2 separate regions of the Mus musculus genome follow, and region 1 is linked to region 2. The links are chromatin contacts, called in public promoter capture Hi-C maps. All regions are on one chromosome and are shown on one strand. Each heading gives the region's core, a stretch centred on a gene start, on an enhancer-like site or on the middle of the called end of the contact. The rest is flanking DNA. Distances are from core to core; before and after follow the strand shown. Region 1 overlaps Rassf5 (Ras association (RalGDS/AF-6) domain family member 5). Region 2 overlaps Mapkapk2 (MAP kinase-activated protein kinase 2).

The links. Capture Hi-C pulls out chosen DNA fragments and counts their contacts.
Region 1: a contact with region 2 is called in a promoter capture Hi-C map of liver. The contact joins two enhancer-like sites. A contact is called at or near these places in 3 of 115 datasets of contacts at active chromatin or transcription factors (CD8 T cells, the HPC-7 cell line and microglia) and 2 of 9 other capture datasets (adipose tissue and liver).

The regions. Positions count from the first base shown.
Region 1 is chr1:131,182,690-131,187,856 of GRCm38.p6, reverse strand. The region is part of intron 2 of Rassf5 (Ras association (RalGDS/AF-6) domain family member 5); the gene reads left to right. It also overlaps a transcript of Eif2d not described here. Among named protein-coding and RNA genes, the nearest start is that of Eif2d, 32 kb to the right of the region's middle. Within about 2 kb of position 3,091, at least 133 of the 459 cell types and tissues checked have an H3K27ac peak or open chromatin away from gene starts, as enhancers often do. A contact at or near this core is called in adipose tissue and liver, where this site is marked.
Region 2 is chr1:131,069,931-131,075,514 of GRCm38.p6, reverse strand. The region is part of intron 1 of Mapkapk2 (MAP kinase-activated protein kinase 2); the gene reads left to right. It also overlaps the pseudogene Gm25549. Among named protein-coding and RNA genes, the nearest start is that of Mapkapk2, 25 kb to the left of the region's middle. Within about 2 kb of position 2,969, at least 49 of the 459 cell types and tissues checked have an H3K27ac peak or open chromatin away from gene starts, as enhancers often do. A contact at or near this core is called in adipose tissue and liver, where this site is marked.

The DNA.
Region 1 (5,167 bases), core at 1,842-4,341, 110 kb before region 2:
TCCAAAGGACCCTGGAGTCTCTGGAGGTCTACACCTTGACTCCTACACCCAGGAGGCAGAAGCAGGTGGATCTCTGTGAGTCTGAACTCAGCCTGGCGTACATAGTGAGTTCCAGGGCATCCACGGCTACCCTGTCTCAATTGATGATGATGATGATGATGAAGATGATGAAGAAGAAGATGATATAGCAAGCTGAGCACTAGTAAGTGTTCATTTATTGCTCTGTTCCTGATTACGGATACAATACACTCACAGCTCCTCAAGCTCCCACACAGTGACTTCTCCTTCATGACAGGCTGTAACCTGGAACTACAAGCCAGAACAAACCCTTTCTTCCTTAAGTCGCTTCTGTCAGGGTGTTTTACCACAGGAGCAGGGAGAAAATACTGCAATGCATAGGAGGTGTGACTTGGGAGGAAGACTGGGTAGAAGTGTATATACCTTCCTTAGTTGGAGAATTACAATGTCACACAACAGACACATCAAGGGCCCAGAGGACAGGAGGCTGCTATGGGCTAAAATTTTCCTAGGTACCACCTAGAGGAGATGGAGCCGACCGAGGGAAGAGAGGTGTGTGTATTCTAGGGAGGGAAATTGTGCAAACCCCACCATGGAGCAAACTGCTACTCAGGGGCACATTGCACAAAGCAAGTCTCACTGCCCCGAGTGCATTGCACAAACACATTTCATTGTGCCACCACTACCCCCGTTCTGTGGCTGCCTCTGTGTTACGAGGGTAGAGGGCAGTAGATGCATAAGATTGTGGCCTCCAAAGCCTAGTGTTTACTACCCGAACCTTCACAGAAGTCTGTCCACTGCCTGTGCTGAGAAAGGAATGAATGAGCTCTAAGGCTGCTTAGCTAATCTAGAATATGTAAATAAGGACAATGAGAAATGAACTTGGTTTAGAGGGATAGGCTTGGGTTTCCTGGGAAACCTCTGGTTAGATTTGATTGATCCGTAAAACACCTTTGAACCTCCTGTCTTACTTTTATAGCATTCTTGAGTGGCAAAATAATTTGATCTCAAATTTATAGAAGGAATCATGATTTAAAGGGTCTCTTGATTCTCTCAAGGTCAAAAAATTAGTAGTGAGAGTCTAAAGCCAAATACATACCCATCCCCCAGGTATCTGAGCAGGAACAAGGCTCTGGGATACCATGATGGACGAGACAGGCGTGATTACTTCACTCCCAGAGCAAGGCCCTCCACGGCTCCTTAGAAAAGCCGAGACCCCCTCCCCTGCAGTCAGTGAGGGATCCGTGGAGGTCCTGAACAAGTGTTGTCTTCTTCACGCCCAGTGCTGATGGGCACAGAAGAAACAGAAGTCAGTCTGGCATGGTCATGAAAGATCTTCCACATAAGAGAGAGGGGAAGCCATCACTGATAGCTTCCAGGGAGGTGGATGGAAGCAAGCGGGATTGTAGATAAACTCCAGATGGCGAGGGTTGACTTTCGATAAGCTCAGCTTCGGTCTGGCTGTGATTCATTTTCTCCAGCTATATATGGTTGTGAGGATGGGGCCCTTCTTCATGTGCTGGCTTGTGGAGGTGTGTGAACTGATACATGCTGGGAACAGTACGAGGCTCACTGTCGTCACCGCCACCATCAATGCGGGGCTGCGGTGATTAGGGAAGCCTTGCCGGGGAAAGCAACTGCAGATGGGCAGACAGGAGTGAGACCATCAAAGTCACAGGCAAGGAGAACACTTGGACACATTTTAGGAGAGTGACTTTTTTTTTTTTAGAACTGAGGTTTGTGTGATTTAGATCAAGCCAAAGCCAGCACTGAGGGTGGACACACTCTCCTCTGCCTCCGCCCACTGTCACTCTGTGAACTTGGCTGGAGATTTCTAGAAGCTACCGGCCTCACTCCTTAGAGGGTCATCCTTAGAGCAGAATAACCAAAATGAAGATTCCCGTTTGTCTCTGATTGCACTGTGGACCTAGCCAGTGTTGCCTTGAAGATAAAATACAGCAAAGTCTGACCTAGCATAAAGCTGTCTGTGCTGGGGTTTTTTTTAAAGATATTTTGACTTTATTTGGTTTTTTGAGATAATAGTTCTGATAGTTCATTATATAGACCAGGCTGCTCTTGAATTTGCAGTGATCCTCCTGCCTCTGCCTCCTAAGTGCTGGGGTTATGGGTGCTTGCCACCACTCCCAACCCACTGAGGGCGTTTTAATAGATATTAGGGAATGGGGGGGGAGGGGATCTGTGCTCTTATGACTGGCACACAGCCTGTCACGTGGTTGTCATGCCTCCACTTTATAACTTCCTTACTGCAGTACCTTCAAGAGCTTACAGTGGTCACAGCCTTTTGTGGCTTAGGACGTTAGACAAGCCAGCTTTTCAGCAGTACCATGGATGAGCCAGGCATGCTGAAAACAGCTTAGCTGCTGCCAGGGATTAGTCAGAGAGAATCAATTCCATGTTGCAAGTCCCAAGATGGGTAAACTCTCGGAGAGACACCTGACAGGATAATACCTAGATTTACTAAATTATAAGAGTTCCCCATTCTGTTTGGACATTGGGGAGCCCCAAGACATAAGCGTGTATCTTCCTGGCTTCTGCCTTGTGTCCATCATTAGAGAGACACGTCCTGCACTGTGAGGGCTTGAGATTGTGTCAGATGAACAGAAACCAGAGCCTGCCTTGTCCTCGGACACAGCGGACTCTGCCTTTTAGGTAAAATGTGGGGCCAGCTTTTATCTGTTGGCCCCAAAATAGTAGCTCTGTAGCTGGATGGAATTGTTGTGAACTCTGCAACATGTTGAAATCATCTAATAGATTTCAAAAATTCTTGTTCCCAGACTACACCCCAGATCAATCCCAGATCACTCTCTAAGGAGAAAGTCCAGGAAACCACATTTTTAGAAAATCCCCAGATGACGCCAATGTGCTTGGAAGTTTTAAGAGTCCATAATCTAGATTCTACGGTGTTTCCCAGGTGGTGGATTTTGAGCTCCTGGACGGGGCTCACTGATTGGCCTACTTTGGAAAGTGATTCATTCCATCTGTAGGTTAGATCTTGCCTGGCAGGTTCAGTGTGGGCAGCAGCCAGACTGAACTGGGTGCTGACATTTGGCGCTGACATTCTATGTGAGCAAGGTTCACAGTGTTGGGCACACACAGGCTGCTGACGCTCCTAGGTAGATGGAGCTCATCGACCGCCCCCCCCCCCCAAGACCAGATCTTCCAATGCTGAGGTCAGGAATGCCATCTTCTGCCTTGGTCTGGAAGGTACCCATGGCTACTTGCATCATTTTCCAGCCTTGTGGAAAGGGAACAGAATAGATCGGTTGATGTAATGAATAAAAAAAGTGGAACAGGAAGAAGAAACCTAAAGCCAAGGCAGCTGTGACTCACTGTGGTCCAAAGTGGGCGTGGAAGCAGGCCTTCAGCAGCCACAACACAGCTGCTTTTTCAACAAGGAAATGGCTGGAACGGAAAACAGAGGTCTTCCAGGGACTTCTAGAGTTTTCCATCACTTAATTCTTTTTTTGTAGATGAATATGAGAATGTCCCAGGAATGACAGTCAGCCTGCCTGAGATGAGTAGAATGAAGGCTAAAACAGCAGCCACCCAGCTACCCATTCTGACTTGAAATGACCAGAGAGCAAGGCAGGGCCATAGCCAGGCACATCTGGTCCATAGAGAGGTATCCAGCATGTGGAGACTGGAAATGGAGAGTCCCAGAAGTGAAGACAAATGAGAGGAATCCGTTTGGAAGCCTCCAGATGAATGAGTCAGGTGAAGACAGCCTGTGAGGCTCACGTGAGTTATGCACTTTAAGCAAACAGGAGATGTCCCAGCAACTATTTTCTCTTGGGCATTCTTCAAGATCAAGTAAGAGGACATACTGGCAGGCCCCTACATCCTGCCAGCTGCCCTCACTCCAGATGTTAGGAGTCCCTCTTTGCCAGCTTCATAGATGATGCAAAACCCACTGGGATGCCTAGAGCTGGACCCACTGATAGGCCAGCTTAGATGAATGTTCCACAGGCCAGGTCTTGTTTTATCATCTGTTCATCCCAGGCCTGCAGTGTTAAAGTTCAGTGACCATTACTGGTGTGGTGGGGTGCTGATCCCGATAGCAGAAGGGGCTGCCCTAGGGTGGCCACATGCTCAGTTGAGAACTTGACTCCATGCTTATATGGACTTCATTCTTGCTCCTACTTGGCTACTCACTAGCAATGGGCTATCAGCATATTTATTTTCTATGTTCATGATCTTACAATAGGAATGCCATAGGTAGTGTGTCAGAGAAGGTATCTGGACCACCAACCCAGTAGTTACCATCAGGAGCTGTGGGTGAAAAGTGCACAGGAGCAGACCATGCAAGAGCCTCGAATGAAAGAGGATGTCGGCTCGTCTCTGTGGAGGGCTGGGAAGGTGGAGCCATACAGACCCAGCAATGCCCACTGCTCTTGGCAGTTTCCTGTGCCCTATAGGATTGGCGAGTGGGAGGAGGAAGTGCTGATGTGCTGTGCGTGTGATGAAGTCCTACAAATGGGCATGCTGAAGGGAAAGGCCAGGCATGAGCTCTGTTGGTGAGCACCCCACTGTGCTTCACTTGGTGGTGGGGACAGTGTGATGTGGAAACCGTTGTAAAATTCTTCAAACCAAACCCCAAGCAGGTATCAGATGCTGTCGAGTCATCCTTCTCTGGGCATCTGCTGTCTGATGTACTAGAGATGATTCCTGACTGCCCAAGTCTGCTGGGTTTCTAAGATCAGAATAATTCTGGGAGAATTTTCACCTACCGGCTCCCTGCACTCCAAGCCACTTTGGGGAGCATTAAGACAAACTGGGAAATGACCCTGAACATGAGGGAAGTCCAGAGAACGGACCTGTGAAAAAGACCTGTGGAGATCTCAGAATCCACCGGTACCATACTGCAAGGGATACTGACCTTAAGTTCCTTCTTCCATTTTCCTGGCGGGTCACAGATAAAGCAGGGAACTCTGTCAGATCGAATCATGTGATGCGGGGAGACCACAGCAGGACAGGTGTGGGATTTCTGGCTTGTTCTGCACATGGGGATGGGGGTATTGAGCTGGTAAATGCAGAGTCCCAGTGTTCTCACCTGGAGAATCAGGAATCAGGAAGTTTGGGTCTGTGAGATGTGGAGATAGCTGAATCCTTAGTGTATAGAGGAGGTGCC
Region 2 (5,584 bases), core at 1,720-4,219:
TCTTGCGTTGAGTGACCCTTTGTGGGTTGAGAGGAGCACCCTGTATACTTTCCTCCTGTGACCTCCAGCCTCCTCTTGGTCCCTTGTGGTGCAGGAGCCTGGCTGTTCTTTCTCTTTTTGTCTTACTGTGATGTGCGGTTAACATTGTCTGCTCAGCCACCTTGTTCTCGCATTAGCCATTTACCATACTGTTCTGTCACCCTTTGCACTCTGAGCTGACCTGTCCAAACAGTTTGTATTTGCAGGGACTTCAGAGTGGGTTAGACACCAGCCCATGACACCTTGTACTTCCAGTATGCATTTGCACTAAATTCTAGTATTTGCCATTGTTCTCGCTCTCTGTCTCTGTCTCTCTCTTTTGGTAAAATTAAATAGCAATGAGATACAAAAATCTTAATTTGATGAAGCTTAACAGGGGTTCCATATACAACCCCAGTCTCTATAGCAAAAAGCTTATTACTCTAGTAAATTCCTCCATGCCCTCTCAATGGTACCAATATATACCCCTTGACAAGATGGACATACACACACACCACTCCACTCTTGTATGTATGTGTGTATGTGTGTGTGTGTGCACACACCTGTGTGTATGCATGTATGTATGTGTGTGCACGCCTGTGTGCATGTGTGAACGACCTGTGATGTGAGGTTTATCCACATGGTTGCATGTGCTGGTGGTCTGTTACTCTCTGTGCTGAGTCCTGTTCCATTGTGTGGGCACGATAGTTGCTTATCTTCTCTCCTGTGGATGGGCGTTTGGGTTGTTTCCAGCTTTGAGAACGGAGGACTCAAACTCCAAGAGCTTCCCACACAGGGCTTTTTCTTGTGAGCCTGGTGTTTTCATCTCTCCCGGGGAAGTAGCTGGCGTGTGATTGCATGGGTACTGGAGGCTGCCTATTCCTGGCCAGCTGCCCTGCCTTCTGACTGTCTGAGATTAGGGCGAGCCCACTCTTCAGCTGAGTTACTCTCCCCAAGAGGGTGGGCTCTCCTTGGAGCCTGCCCAACTTTTTCCAGAAGAGGAAAATGGCAGTCTTATAAGACTTTATCATTGTTGACCTGCTTGCTGCCACTGAGAAACAGAATTTAGTCTGCTTTGAGTCCCTGACTCCCGCTTGAGGGCTGTCTCTTCAGGCCTGTTGCTCTAGTTTTGTGGACTGTTTCTCTTGTGTTGTGGTCCTCAGATCTGCCACAGCGTGGTTTTCCTCTTCTGAGCAGGAGCACAGTTTTCCCTGTGTGACCTAGAGCTGAGCTGCGGCACCCTGGGTGTGGTGTGTGTGTGTGTGTGTGTGTGTGTGTGTGTGTGTGCAGTGCAGACCGTGGGTGGCGCTGTGCCGTGCCAGATGAGTTACTGTCCATCACAGTGCTGCCCATCCGACTGACTGATGTTGCTGTTAAGATACTCAGCGTGATATCACATTGAATCCTCGAACAGGAGCTGCACACATTCTGTTTGCTCTTGTCTCATTTAATCCCTGCTTCTAGCTGATGAAAAAGCTACTACTAAAATTAGCTTTATTGGGACCCTGGTTTAAATCAGCCTTTCTTAGCTGTGGTATTATTGACTAGATGCATTGTTGTGATAGGAGCCAGGGAGAGTGGGGGTAGGGTAGAAGTTGATGTTGTCCTGGGATTTGTAGGAATGAGCAACGTTATGGCTTTCACTGCTTAGATGCAGTTGCCATGTGCTCCCCAAAGCAGTGATAATGAACACTTATGCCAGATAACTGCCAAGTGTGCCTTGGGGCAAGCATCAGTATAGTTTGGTGGTACCACACTCACTAAAGATGGAACTATACAGAGAAGACTAGCATGGCCCCTACACAGGACATGCACATCCATGAAGCAATCCATCCATCACTTTCCAGAGGACGGGTCCCTGCTAGGTTTGTGGGGCAACATTTATTTCCCTTGGAGTCTTTTGTTCCTGCTGATCAGGAAGTAGAATGAAGTGGTCTTGATGGGGGGAGGGTCAGCCTAGTTTGAAAACAGGTCCAAGCTGTTGCTTTTCCTAAAGCTAATCACTATGGATCTCTAGTGTGCATACTTCCAAGTTATGTGTTTTGTGTGGTCTTCATTTTCTAACGTTCATGAGTTTCACCTACTACAGATGAAATGACCAGTTCTCGGCAGCGTGGCTCAGCTTTCGGCTGCCGTGGTGGATTAGCATTGAGTGATTGTGTGGAGGACAAACTTCTCTGTGAGCTCTTGAGTGTGCAGGTCACCGTGCACATGGTAATATTGTGGGCAGTGACCAATCTTTTTACAGTCAGTTGGTTATTGGTCAGCAGGCCATCTGGGAAAGTTTGTGCTTCTGTTTCTTCCTTGTCTCTAACGAGAAACTCATGGCATATTTTGATACATATTTGATACACATTTAGATACTATCACTGTCTGCATTAAGTGGCTGAGGGTAGTGTAGATTGAGAAAATGAAGTCATTGGTTAAGGCCAGGCAAGGTTGAAGTTGGTATTTGAATGAACTTTAGAACTATGCCTTTAGTCACAATTCTTTACACCCTTTGTTTTTCTTAGAAGTAGCTTAATAACAAAAACCAACAAGTATGTTTACTGCAGGAGGCACAGATCTAAGCCCAGTTTTATTAACCCCTCCCTGAGGAAGATACATTATTGTCCTATTCTGTGTGGAAGGGGACTGGAGGCCTGACGATAGGAACCTCCTTGGGGCCACTGCCCAGATGGTGGCAGACCGGCTGGGTCCACCCCAGGCAGGCAGACAGAGCCTTTGCTCCCTGGTATCTGGAGCCACTCCTGTGACAAGGTTCCTTCCTCCTCTGCTGTTGTAGTGACTCCAGAAATACTAACAGGTCTTGGAGGCGATTTTTGCCTCATGTTTTCTCCTACTGTGTCTTAAAGCAAAAGCAGTAACAAAAAACCCTGTTGCCCAGGCCACGCCTGATTGTTTCTGTCTGCTCTTTCCACACTGCAGATTTCATAAGCTTGTTGTCGGTGATGTCGTTAGTCAGCTCAGTGGTAAAATATTAGACAAAGCCAAGGATGGCATTCCTTGTTTTTGTCATGGGGTGGACTCTCTGAGTTAGTCAGCAAGCAGATTTTTATGGACTTCCTCTCAAGTGCCGTGTATTGGGGACTTACAACTTGGAACCAAAGAATGGACAAGACATTGCCTTGGTCTGTAGTGGGAGAAGACACCTATTGTGAGTAACACCAGTGTTTTTAGCTTTTGCTTTGGTATGACCAAACACCTTAGCAAAAGCCATCCGAGGAAGGGTTTATACTGGCTCAAGGTTCAGAGAGTCCAGTCCATAGTCAACATGGCCCCATGTGCTTGGAGGAACGTAGTAAAAGAGAGCTGTTTATGGGAAATAACAAGATGGGGAGCTGGTGACAGAATCCATTCAAGGACTTACCTTTAGTGACCTGCCTTCTCTAGTCAGGTTTCAACCTCTTAAAGTGTCCAGAACCTCCCAAAATAGCACCACCATGGGGGCCTAAGCATAATTTAGTAACTCTTTGAGACAAGAAATGCGAGTCACTGGCCGTGATTTCTCAGGGAGCCCAGGCTGGACAGTGAAGGCCTAGCTGATGATCTGCCCCAGAGCTTTACCAGAGATGGTGCATGTAAACCAGTCCGTGTGTTTGGTCTTCCCTTTAAACAAGCAGTAACTCTGTACCTCTCAGTGGGTAGAGTGTTAGCACTCTGGATTGCGGATTGCTTCCTTGCCCATGTTTAGCATTTCTAGTCTGACAGACATCGAGCCTTCGTGCTAGAACAGATGGGCAGGGTAGCCATGGACATTCCCCCAGTTTCTGTTCCCAACAGGGGGCCCCTTCCTCCCTGATCAGTTTTGACTTGGCTGCAGCATCTAGTTCACGCGCTGAGGCACTCTGCTCTCTTTTCCTGAGCTGACACCCACTCTGCCCTGCCTGGCTTGCTAGCAGGTTTTAGGTCTTGGGATCCATCTTTCAGTGCCTCACTTTCCTTGTGATTAGGTGATACTAGAGCTCACAGTTATGATGCTACTCTGATAGGGGAAGTAATTCCTAAAAGTTTAAAGGGGCTGGGCAGTAGTGGCACACGCCTTTAATCCCAGCACTTGGGAGGCAGAGGCAGGCGGATTTCTGAGTTCGAGGCCAGCTGGTCTACAGAGTGAGTTCCAGGGCGGCCAGGACTACACAGAGAAACCCTGTCTCGAAAAAAAGAAAAAAAAAAGTTTAAAGGGAAATCAAAATGGCAGATGTTTTAGTTGTGGAAAGCAAAGTCATCCGGAAAGGCAAGGTGTTTCTAGAAATAATATTTTTTCTAGAGATAATCCAAAAAGAAGGCCCCAGACTAAATTTTAGAGTATGCAGAAGGTATGGTATAACCCAGCATTGGACTAATGAATATAAGTCAACAAGGGCTAGGCAGGGTAACACTTTGCCATTGGGAAATGCCCTAGGGAGCCTCCCAAAGGCCCCAGTACCAAATTCCATTCAATCATTCCCTGTCAACTTTGGGGAAACTCATCCATAGAGCAATTAAAAGATTTAGCGCCTGTTTTTAAATACAGTACTGCTCTGGATACACTCAAGATCAGAAGAGTTTCAGTAGATAAAACAAAGAATTCAGGGGAGACCAGAAAACAAATATTTTGGCAAACTGCTACAAATGATCAGAGACCAAAGCTAAAAATACAAATAAATGACATTGAAATTGAAGGCTTAGTAGACACAGGAGCAGATGTAACAATAATTTCACCAAGATCTTGGCGTCCAGATTGGCCTCTTCAGCAGGTAAGTATTCAGTTTCTAGGGATTGAAACTTTATCTCAGGTAAAACTGAGTGCATAGGGCCCGAAGGACAGAGGAAAATGAAAGCCACATGTTGCTAATATAGCCATGAATTTATGGGGACATGATTTGTTGCAGCAATGGAAAACACAGATTAACATTCCTCCAACCTCAGAAACAAACCATAAAATAAAGAATGTTTCTGAGAAAAATATTAAAAGGCATTATCACAGACTGTCCAGGCTGGCCAGAAGCAGGGCACAAGAGCTGCAGAGAGACACTGGACAGTAGAAAAAGCCAAGTTAAATCAGCTGAGAGACACTGGACAGTAGGAAAAGCTGAGTTAAATAGGCCTGTATATTTTAAAGATGTGTGAACCCCAAATGGAAACTGGAATATGTATTACGTTTGGGAAGAGGTTTTGGCTTTGTTTCCATAGGAGAAAAAAGCCGTGGACACCATCAAAATTGATAAAGTTTAGATTCAGACAGGAGAGACCTCCTGAATAAGGAGAGTTGATAGTTCATCAAACAGCTTGGTCATTCAGTCCAAACTAACTTATAAAGACTAACACATGTCTTTCATCTGATCAGGCATGAAAAAAATAAAAATAAAAATTAATAATATTTTCAAATGATAATTTCTGAGAGGCATACTTACCTTACTGTCTTGTGCCCTAACTCCATGGTCGAATGTCAGACTGTAGATTGCATGTAGCCCACGCCATCTTGAATCTTAGCTTTTGAGTTTTCTTTTTTAAATAAAAAGAATATTTTTGTTGTTTAGTATTTAAAGCCACAGGTAAGAGATTTAAGGTATTTTATGATATTCAA